Regions from separate parts of the Danio rerio genome. Here region 2 is linked to region 1. Evidence: chromatin contacts called from public HiCAR-type data. All regions are on one chromosome and are shown on one strand. Each heading gives the region's core, a stretch centred on a gene start, on an enhancer-like site or on the middle of the called end of the contact. The rest is flanking DNA. Distances are from core to core; before and after follow the strand shown.

The links. HiCAR-type assays count read pairs that join an accessible place to other places.
Region 2: a HiCAR-type map of caudal fin shows a contact between it and region 1, with 4 times the contacts expected there. The contact joins two enhancer-like sites. A contact is called at or near these places in 2 of 18 Hi-C or Micro-C datasets (both in embryo) and 1 of 4 datasets of contacts at active chromatin or transcription factors (caudal fin).

Annotation. Positions count from the first base shown.
Region 1 is chr18:31,761,720-31,766,381 of GRCz12tu, reverse strand. The region is part of intron 1 of gse1b (Gse1 coiled-coil protein b); the gene reads right to left. Among named protein-coding and RNA genes, the nearest start is that of gse1b, 52 kb to the right of the region's middle. Within about 2 kb of position 2,176, at least 36 of the 62 cell types and tissues checked have an H3K27ac peak or open chromatin away from gene starts, as enhancers often do. A contact at or near this core is called in caudal fin, where this site is marked.
Region 2 is chr18:31,986,005-31,990,666 of GRCz12tu, reverse strand. The region is part of intron 2 of gse1b (Gse1 coiled-coil protein b); the gene reads right to left. Among named protein-coding and RNA genes, the nearest start is that of gins2, 66 kb to the left of the region's middle. Within about 2 kb of position 2,201, at least 38 of the 62 cell types and tissues checked have an H3K27ac peak or open chromatin away from gene starts, as enhancers often do. A contact at or near this core is called in caudal fin, where this site is marked.

The sequences.
Region 1 (4,662 bases), core at 927-3,426:
CGAAATGTAGAATTTGAACCTCTTCTCTTCTTTGCTGCTTGGTGTGACGGCTCTCTGTCTCACGATTCGATTAAAGTCATTCATGATAAGCCGAGGAAACTTTTAGAAACAGCGAATGTTATCTATCATCATCACCTGCGCTATCCTCTTAGTGAACGCTGTGATACACTGGAAGTTGTCCTGCGGTCTAACCGCAAATGCGGAAGAGATCGTGCATAGAGTCAATTAGGGTAACTAGGCAGGTTAGGGTAATTAGGCAAGGTAATGTAGAATGATGGATTGTTGTGTAGACAAAACAAACAAAAATAAATAATATATATAAAAAATAACTGTAAATAAACAGAGAATTTACTGGTAGTTTATTAGATGGTTTTTGTGCCATGGTATGCACCAACCAGTGGTAAAAAGAGTACCGAAAAATCATACACAAATAAAAGTACCATTACTTACCTAAAACTGTAGTGCAAGTAGAGTAAAAGCATCTGTTGTAAATTTTACTCAAAGTATGAGTAAAATGTAGTCCTTTCAATAGTGCTCAAAAGTTGTTAATAAGTATTATGCTGTAATAGGCTGATGCATTTACATGTAATCTGTGCGTGTCTAAACGTAACATTCTGTAGTGCAGTTAGTTATTGCCCAGCAGGCACACAACATCATAAGACATAAATATTAGGTTAGATTAAAGTTGTGATGTCAACTGACCAAAATTCAATGTCTAGTCAGTGTCTTAAGAATAACGTTTTTTGATGTCCAATGACAACGTCAAATGAAGCTGATATTTGGTTGATTTTAGGTTGTTAGAAAGTGACCAAAATCCAACGTCAAGCCAACATCTTAAACCAACATCATATTGATGTCAAATACTGACATTTATTTGTCAAGTGTGGCAACCAAAACCCAACATCTGATTGACGTTATAGTGGTAACTTCCACACAATGTCAATCTGTAACATCAAACGTTGATATTTGGTTGATTTTAGGTTGGGCGTTGGACCTTGACGTCAGCCTCATGTTAAGTTCTGACGTCAACATTATTTTCATTTCCAAACAAAATGCAATGTTCCCACAGCGGTAGGGAACAATGTCAATCTGACATCATGTTGAGCTCCTGTGCCTGCTGGGTGTTTAAGGCCATTTCGGTCATCATACAGTAAACTTCTGTCATCTTCTCATCAGTGACATGCATCTACACCAGGGGTGTCCACACACGGTCCTGGAGGGCTGGTGTCCTGCAAAGTTTAGTTCCCACCCTAATCAGACACAACGGGACTAGCTAACCAAGTCCTTACTAGGTTTTCTAGAAACATCTTTGCAGGTGTGTTAAGGCAAGTTAGAACTAAAATCTGCAGGACACCGGCCCTCAAGTACCAAGTTTAGACACCCCTGTTCTACACAGTCTCTGGGTCAATGCGTGTAAAGAATTTGGACATCTCCTGGAAACTTTTAATGCTTCCAAACAGTTTGTTGCAATTATAAAGCACACATGTCCTGAGGTAGTTAATTATGATGCGATTTACATTCTATGTGCGATTCGATTGGGCAGGAATGACAGGACTGATTTTTCTAATCCCCGTAGACAAGAAAAAATAAAAGTAGTGACTGCAGGTTGAAAGAAAAACATGGAAAATAATTTCCAGATATTTTTACAGTGTACAGTACCTGCCCACTTAATAATAACAGCATTTATGGAATGACACACGGATTTAAATAAACTTCCATAAACTTATCACAAGTGTGCCGAAACAGTAAAATACCATCTGTATATAAAGTTTAAAAACAAATATCTTGTTCCTGTAGTCGACACACCACCTACAGTTTTTTGGCTGAACACCAACGCAAACCTATAAACTACACCCCTATTAAAGAGACAGAATTAGTAGCATAAAGATACACAAACTACACTGATGCTGCACATATATCAGAAAACTACTTCTACTTGAAATCAAACGTGTATGAAGGATGCACACAGAATGCACCAGCTACCATCAAACACTACCTTTTTCATGACGGTACAGAGAACAGGAGGGAAGTGTGTGAGTGAACAGCACATTGGAGAGGGGCTCAAATCCTGACAAGGTCTTAAAATCAGTGCTGCCGCCACAGTGACGCTGCTCAAGCCGAGGGCAGGGGGTTGTGGGTAGTGAGAGCGTGTGTGGTGAGGAGAGCTTGAGTCACAGCATGCTAATCAGAGCCATGTGTGGCTTTACTCAGAACAGCTGCCACACACACACACACACACACACACACACACACACAGAGAGACAGCTTCACATGAGGCCAAGGGAATCTTTAAATATGATGTGTACTTGTTCAATACTTATAAATGAAAAACAGGGATTTTGACCTGCAGACACACACACACACACACACAGTGGAGTTTTAAGGGCGTCAGTTCAGCTCTTTGTAGTGACACACTGGAAGTGAAGGAATGTGAGGAATCCTCGGGAGTTCACAGATCCATTCAACAATAGTAACACACTGTTTTTCAGTCATGGGGAATTTCCATTTGCTATTGTTTATGGTCTTTGAATATATATATATATATATATATATATATATATATATATATATATATATATATATATATATATATATATATATATATGTGTGTGTGTGTGTGTGTGTGTGTGTGTGTGTGTGTGTGTGTGTGTGTGTGTGTGTGTGTGTGTGTGTGTGTGTGTGTGTGTGTGTGTGTGTGTGTGTGTGTGTGTGTGTGTGTGTGTGTGTGAACTGGGCCCCTATTTATTGCTTATTATTTTCTAATCTTTAGATGTCTAAAGTAGCTGAATTCCACATTTTACAATCATTGAGCTATAGTTTGATAACACACACAGAATTGCTGTACAGTGGTATCTCAGTTATTGAATGCTGTACATCTGGTTCAGTTTTGAATTGAGTCACTGTTAAAGATCTTATCTGTAGCATAAAATCAAAATCAGTTAGATAGCAGCACAAATCACTTTAAGAATGTGATGATATTTTGTGTCTGCTTAATTATTTGTTTGGAAAGAAAATTTGTGGTAACCAGGATGAACAACGTTCAGCTGTTCATTATCCACTTTGCTTTGTATGATTATGAGTGAAACCATCTTCAAAACATTTAACACCAACAATAGATAAGTAAGAGCTAGAAATGCTTGGCAGTGCCCAGAATGTTCTAAAATGAGTCTAAATATAAAATAAATTAAAATTTTTATTTATTTTAAAAATCTAGCTTATTGACGATAAAACTTTAATCGCTTTTACACCACACTTTGGTTCGGTATGATTTACTTTTTGGCCTTTTCCACTGTGTTGTATTTATAGTACCTGATACTTTTGTAATACCAACTTGAGTGAGGTTCCAAAGCCACTCCATTACCAACTATGACTTATACATACTGCTGATCGCCGATTAGTCCAAAAGAATCATCACTATCCGTGCCAATGCGAAGCTCATTGGATTTGCAACATGAGACACCAAACCTGCAGTATTTCAATAGTCAGCAGCATCCACAATTGTATTGTTGGTTTGATTGACAAAACCACCAGAAGAAAAACACCTAAATGTCAGCATTGTTGTCGGTAGAAGAGGTCCAGATGTTCATCTCGTTGGCAGCCAAGGAATGGATGAGATGACCCGAAATGAAAATGATGTCATGGTAGTAGAAGCAGTGCAACTACAGTGGAAATGCCACCGACTTTAAGCTGTCCAAACTCTGAAGTCCAGTGGAACTGCAAATCGAGCTAAGCAAAGCCAAACTGTAAGCAAAGCTGTACTGTACGACACAGTGTAAAAGCAGCTATTGACAGCCAATCACAGTCATTCTTGCTTTAAAGAGCCTGAGGAAATAAAGTGGCAGACTGGACTCCGATATACAGTACTTATAGTTTTATATTATCCCTTGAAATATTTCTTTATCTCTTAGAACTTAAATAAAGATATTTTTAGATTAAACTGTTGAGATTTCTGATCCTCCGTAGACAGCAACAGTCTCAAGATGATCAAAATCCATAAAAGCATTTAAAATTATTGTCAAAACATTCTATGTGACTTCAGTGGTTGAAATGTAATCATTGGAAGCTCCAAGAACACTTTTGTGCACCAAAACAATATGTTGCTCCAACTGCTTCTCCTTCTGTTCCTTCTTTGCTGTCTTCTGCATCAGATCTGGGTGCACACGTTTAATCCAGATTTTATTGACCTCATGCTGCGATGTGAAAGTGCACTCATTTTAGCTATTTGAATCTAAAGAAAAATGACAGGGAATAATAAATGGCAGAGAACGGTACTTGCTTTAAAAACAAATATGTTCATGACTATACATAAAAAGTAGAATAATATAATACAGAAATATCAGTTTGGTGACTCTGTGGCGCACTAGGTAGCACTGTCACCTCACAGCAAGAAAGTCGCTGGTTCAAGTCTTGGTTGGGTCAGTTGGCGTTTCTGTGTGGAGTTTGCATGTTCTTCCTGTGTTTGCGTGGGTTTCCTCTGGGTGCTCCAGTTTCCCCCACAGTCCAAAGGCATGAGGTACAGGTAATTTGGGTTTGCTAAAGTGTCCGTAGTGTATAAGTGTGAATGAGTGTATATGGATGTTTCCTAGAGATGGGTTGCAGTTGGAAGGGCATTCGCTGCGTAAAACATATGCTGGATAAGTTCATTCCGCTGTGGCGACCCCA
Region 2 (4,662 bases), core at 952-3,451, 220 kb before region 1:
TCCTAAAGAGATTAGACCTATTTTGACAATTAGTTTTTTAGCAAAATCATACAACTACATTTTTTTTATATGAGATGTTTTTCAGATGAAATAATGAAATGGTAATTAAAGGTAATTTTCGATGACTGCATCAGAATTTATTAGTATTTTGGTACTGATGTGTGAATGATATCTTAACCATTAAGAAGACGGAACATAGCTACAGCACATTTGTGAAAAGGGTAATATTACAGTAATTTACCAGGATTCTTGTATTAGTTTGGAATATTAGAAAATCAATGACTTGTTTTATAAATAATTCTATCATCATGCAATCAAATGAATCAACTGAATGAACAGCCAACTTGTATCCACTAAATCAGATGTATAATGTTATTTGAAACTCTCTAGGGTTTACTTCACCAGTGGCCACTCTTTAGATTTGCATTATTTTAACATTTATTTATTTAGCCAAAGAAGTCTCCACATATGTGATATGTGCCTTTTCAATATCTCTGATCCACCTGTGTCATTTAAAACTGTTTAGAATTTATTGTGTCACAGAAATAGTTTTTAAACAATAACATTTGCATTACATCATCTTTGAAATCTGCTAATATTATCTGTCAAGCACGTAGCCAGCCTGGTAAAAGTGGCAATTATTTTTTTCTCAAAAAAATTTACTTTTTGCAGTTATTCACCTCATTTTCTATTTAATTTTGTGATTTAAATACTGCATATTTGTCACATTTTAAGCACTATTTTTAGCTAAACTAGCTTGCTGAATGGTCATCATAACCACACTTTTGTAATACCAAAAATATTTCCTAAAGACTTTGAATAGAGAAATGTGAAATAATACTTTTAATGCATTTTTAAAATACATTTTATTACATCATATGTCATTAGAAAAATAGAAATTTGTTTTAAATTTTTTTAATAAAAAAAATATAAATTGGGCAAATAACAAACTGGCCAGCACATTCAACTTTCCTCAGTTACAATTTGGCCATTTTAATAAAAAATAAATTAAAACATCATAATAATGATAATGATAATGATAATAATAATAATAATAATAATAATAATAATAATAATAATAATAATAATAATGTAGAGCTTCACATTTTTCTAGCCTTTCATTTCAAAATTCATGGATAACAAAATAGCCAAAGCAGTATTCTTTACACTTTCAATATGGTCTGCTTTTGGTGCTTCACACCTTTTCATTGCTCATTTTTTGTTTTTAAGAGTAAGGTCTAAGATTTGGAAAAAAAAGTTAGATGTATAATGTTTTCTGGTAAAACACAATACGGTAGGGAATGATGTTTTCTCTTACGTCAGATTGTATGAAAATATTTGTTAGCATTGGCCAAATCTGATTAGTTGAAGGTACACCGAAGCAACAGCCAACAGAGGATTCCACTTAGTCTTGAAGCCTTTTTCGATGGGTAAATGTCACGATTTATGATGGCACTGCAGTTAAAATAGGACAAATGAGTTCATGTATGGGACAAATTCTAGACTTTTGTCAGAGAGGGGAAAGTCTTTCCCACCACCCGAACCCCCCTGGCTACAGGCCTGTCTATACAATAAAATATGCTCCCTACCAGTTAGTTTGAGTTATAAATTGGTCTTTGGAAGTGTGGAGACCTCTATTATCAGTAAACTGGCAACTGTCTGAACTTTAAATTTGCCTCCTGGCCTTCAAAAGGTAATACTAATCTCTATCCATGAGGTAAAAGCTGGGATTCCTAAGCATGTTACTGTGGTTCGTTTGCCAGTGAACCCAGATTCCTGCTGATATATGACCATGATGTGCTGTTGCCCAGCAGAGGGAGCTACCATCTGCAATAAGATTGGAACTACTGCATTCATCACATATATTCAGAAGCTCTACAGTAGCAAATGCGATAAAAACAAAGAAATCAGCATCTCCACCTTTGTATGCTTTCCTTGTGCCGTGTCTGTTGTGATTTCAAACTACGAGTGAGAATAGACGAAAGTCAGTGTTTACTAATCTAGATTAATCTGCTGATCTGCTGTAACAGTAGAGCTGCTGCCCTTTTGGCACAATCGCAAGCCACAATATAACAAAACACACAGGGACTCCAATGAACAGCCCACTTCTGACCTGACCATGCGTAAACACACACAATAATCCCAGTGGCTCCACTGTGCTGCGGCCTACTGCTGAGATAAGAGGTGTGCTGCCCTGGAGAGCGTTTAATCTTTAACCAGCAACAGATTTGCCTATCAGCTCATTAAAGCGGTCCAGATCTGCAGGACAGAGCTATCTGCTGTCATTCATCTGGAATTACCCCGCGTGTGTGTGCGTGACTCAATCTAACATGGCCCTCGGGGAGAGTGTGTGAGGATATATACACACACAGACATACAAACACATGCTTGACCCAGAATGACTGGTTTTATCACTACAGTCTGAATAAATGAGAATGCACACAGCAAAAAGGAAACTACAGTCCGCACAAAAACAAACACAACACTCCCCTTTCACGGAACACTATCTGGAAGTGCTTGCAGACTCATCTTTATGACAAGCACACGGCAGCTTGCTCATACTCACCCACACATATTTCACCACATTAAATCACCTCGTAATTTCACATCATTCACCCTTATTTAGAAAAAATGCAAGTGAAGGGTTTTGTTCAGGCCTTGGGCATCTTGTAACATGAGTATGGTCTCCAAATAGTCCATTTACATATTTTGTCATGTTGTGTTAATTCTGGGAACTGTAAATTGCATTAGATCTTATTAATTATCAAATGACACCTCTGAACTCTTGTTTCTTTGGTTTTAAAGTTGTTTTTAATAAGATTGCCATTTTTCTTAATGCCAGTAGCATGGCAATGTTTTACCAATAATTGAAGGGTATTGCACTTTTGATAAAACACAGCACTCTTCACTGTCACTCTTTAATGAGCCAGCCAATCACAGAGAGGATAAGGATGATGGGACAAATACCAGTAGTACAGTATCATAATAGGCGAAGCATTTGATCTTAAAGGTGCTATATGTAAGTGTTTGACTCTTCTAAAGCATAAAAATACCATAAAATGTTTGCATATACTTAAGAGACACGCCGAGTGAACATTCTTGTTTATCTGAAAAACAATGCTGAAGTCAGTTATTCTGCTTTGAAAATGGGCATTCTGTGCAGGTTCTTTTAACCCGCTCAATGCCAGTTTAGCCAATTATATTTCAGCATCCCGGGTTGCCTTGTTGGAAAAATGCATATTTCTCTTAAAGCATGTGTCTGTGACCAAAATGTGAGCTCTGGAGGATGGTAGCAAACTCCGAAACGAGACGCAGATTCAGAGTTGCACATGAGGTTATAAATTAACAAATAATATAAATATTATGAATGTAAACATAAGGTGAGCAGGTTACATTGTAACACCGTGTCATAACAACACGCTACGTGATATGATTGGCAGTGATAAGCAATTTGGCTGTTTGCACCAGACGAAACACATTAAAAATACAGCCTCACAAAATGGTAAGGTTTATAATCTAATAATACAAATTAAACCTCTTTAATAGCTGATATGGGTTGGTTTTGAGTCACAGTTCTAAAGGTCAATTCTAATAAGTTTATTTTATTTTCAAGATCTGAGGTGAACTATCTGCTGCTGCTTTCTGTAGTATAGCAATAAATGTCATGTAAAATGCCATTCAAACTCATATTGTTAGCATTTAACACTGAATAAAGCACATGAGGTGTACCTGATGTCATCATTGTCAGTTTTCTGTCGTTCAGCTGCAAGAAATAGAAGCTGTTTCCAATATATAAATTCCAGGTGTTGGTTGAACTCCTGGTAATATGGAGAATATTCCTTCTATCAGGTGCCGTTGCTTGTATTTAAAACACGATTCAAATCAGCCTTTAGGTTCGATTGTTAGACTACCTCCTTGGTCCTCAACTTGGCAAGTAGAACTTGCATTTGTTTTTATCCAGGAATGCAAAGTTGCATGTTTTCAAATATGTACAGCTAGGCTTTTCCAAAAAGTGCTAACATTTTCAGCTAGCTAAAAGTGTGGTGGACACATGACCTAAGAGATTTAAGCTTAAATGAGACCTTTTATGTAAAAATCACTTTTATAAGGGTTGAACACAAACACAGTTGTGTGGCAAGTGTTTGTGAATATACCCAGCCTCTAATGGTGAAAATATATTAATTCTATTTTTTATAATCACACTGGATAAAAACAATCAGGACAACACTTTGATTAACATTCTTCCTTTGTGCGTGTCATCGGAGGCGGAAATTCCCATTCATTAGTGACAATCTTTCTGTCTCATTAGCATAAACATCCCTGAGTGTGAAGCAGCCATCCATTCTTTGTGTTTTCAAATAATTCCTGTCGAAGATCATTTTTAAAAGAAGACTGGGAGCTTAAAATTAAATATAAAGTGACAGTCCTAAAAACGGCAAAATTTGACTCAAGTAGGCAGTTTCAAAGAGTTAAAAAACAGTATTTGTGGGGTATTTTGAGCTGAAACTTCACATAAACACTCTAGGGACATTAGAGACTTATTTTACATTTTGTAAAAAGGATCATAATAGGTCTCCTTTAATGTGACAGTTCTTTAAAGTCACGTGTGCTTTCTACACTGCTAAAACTGCTGGATAGAGAAATACATGAGCGACTTCAGCT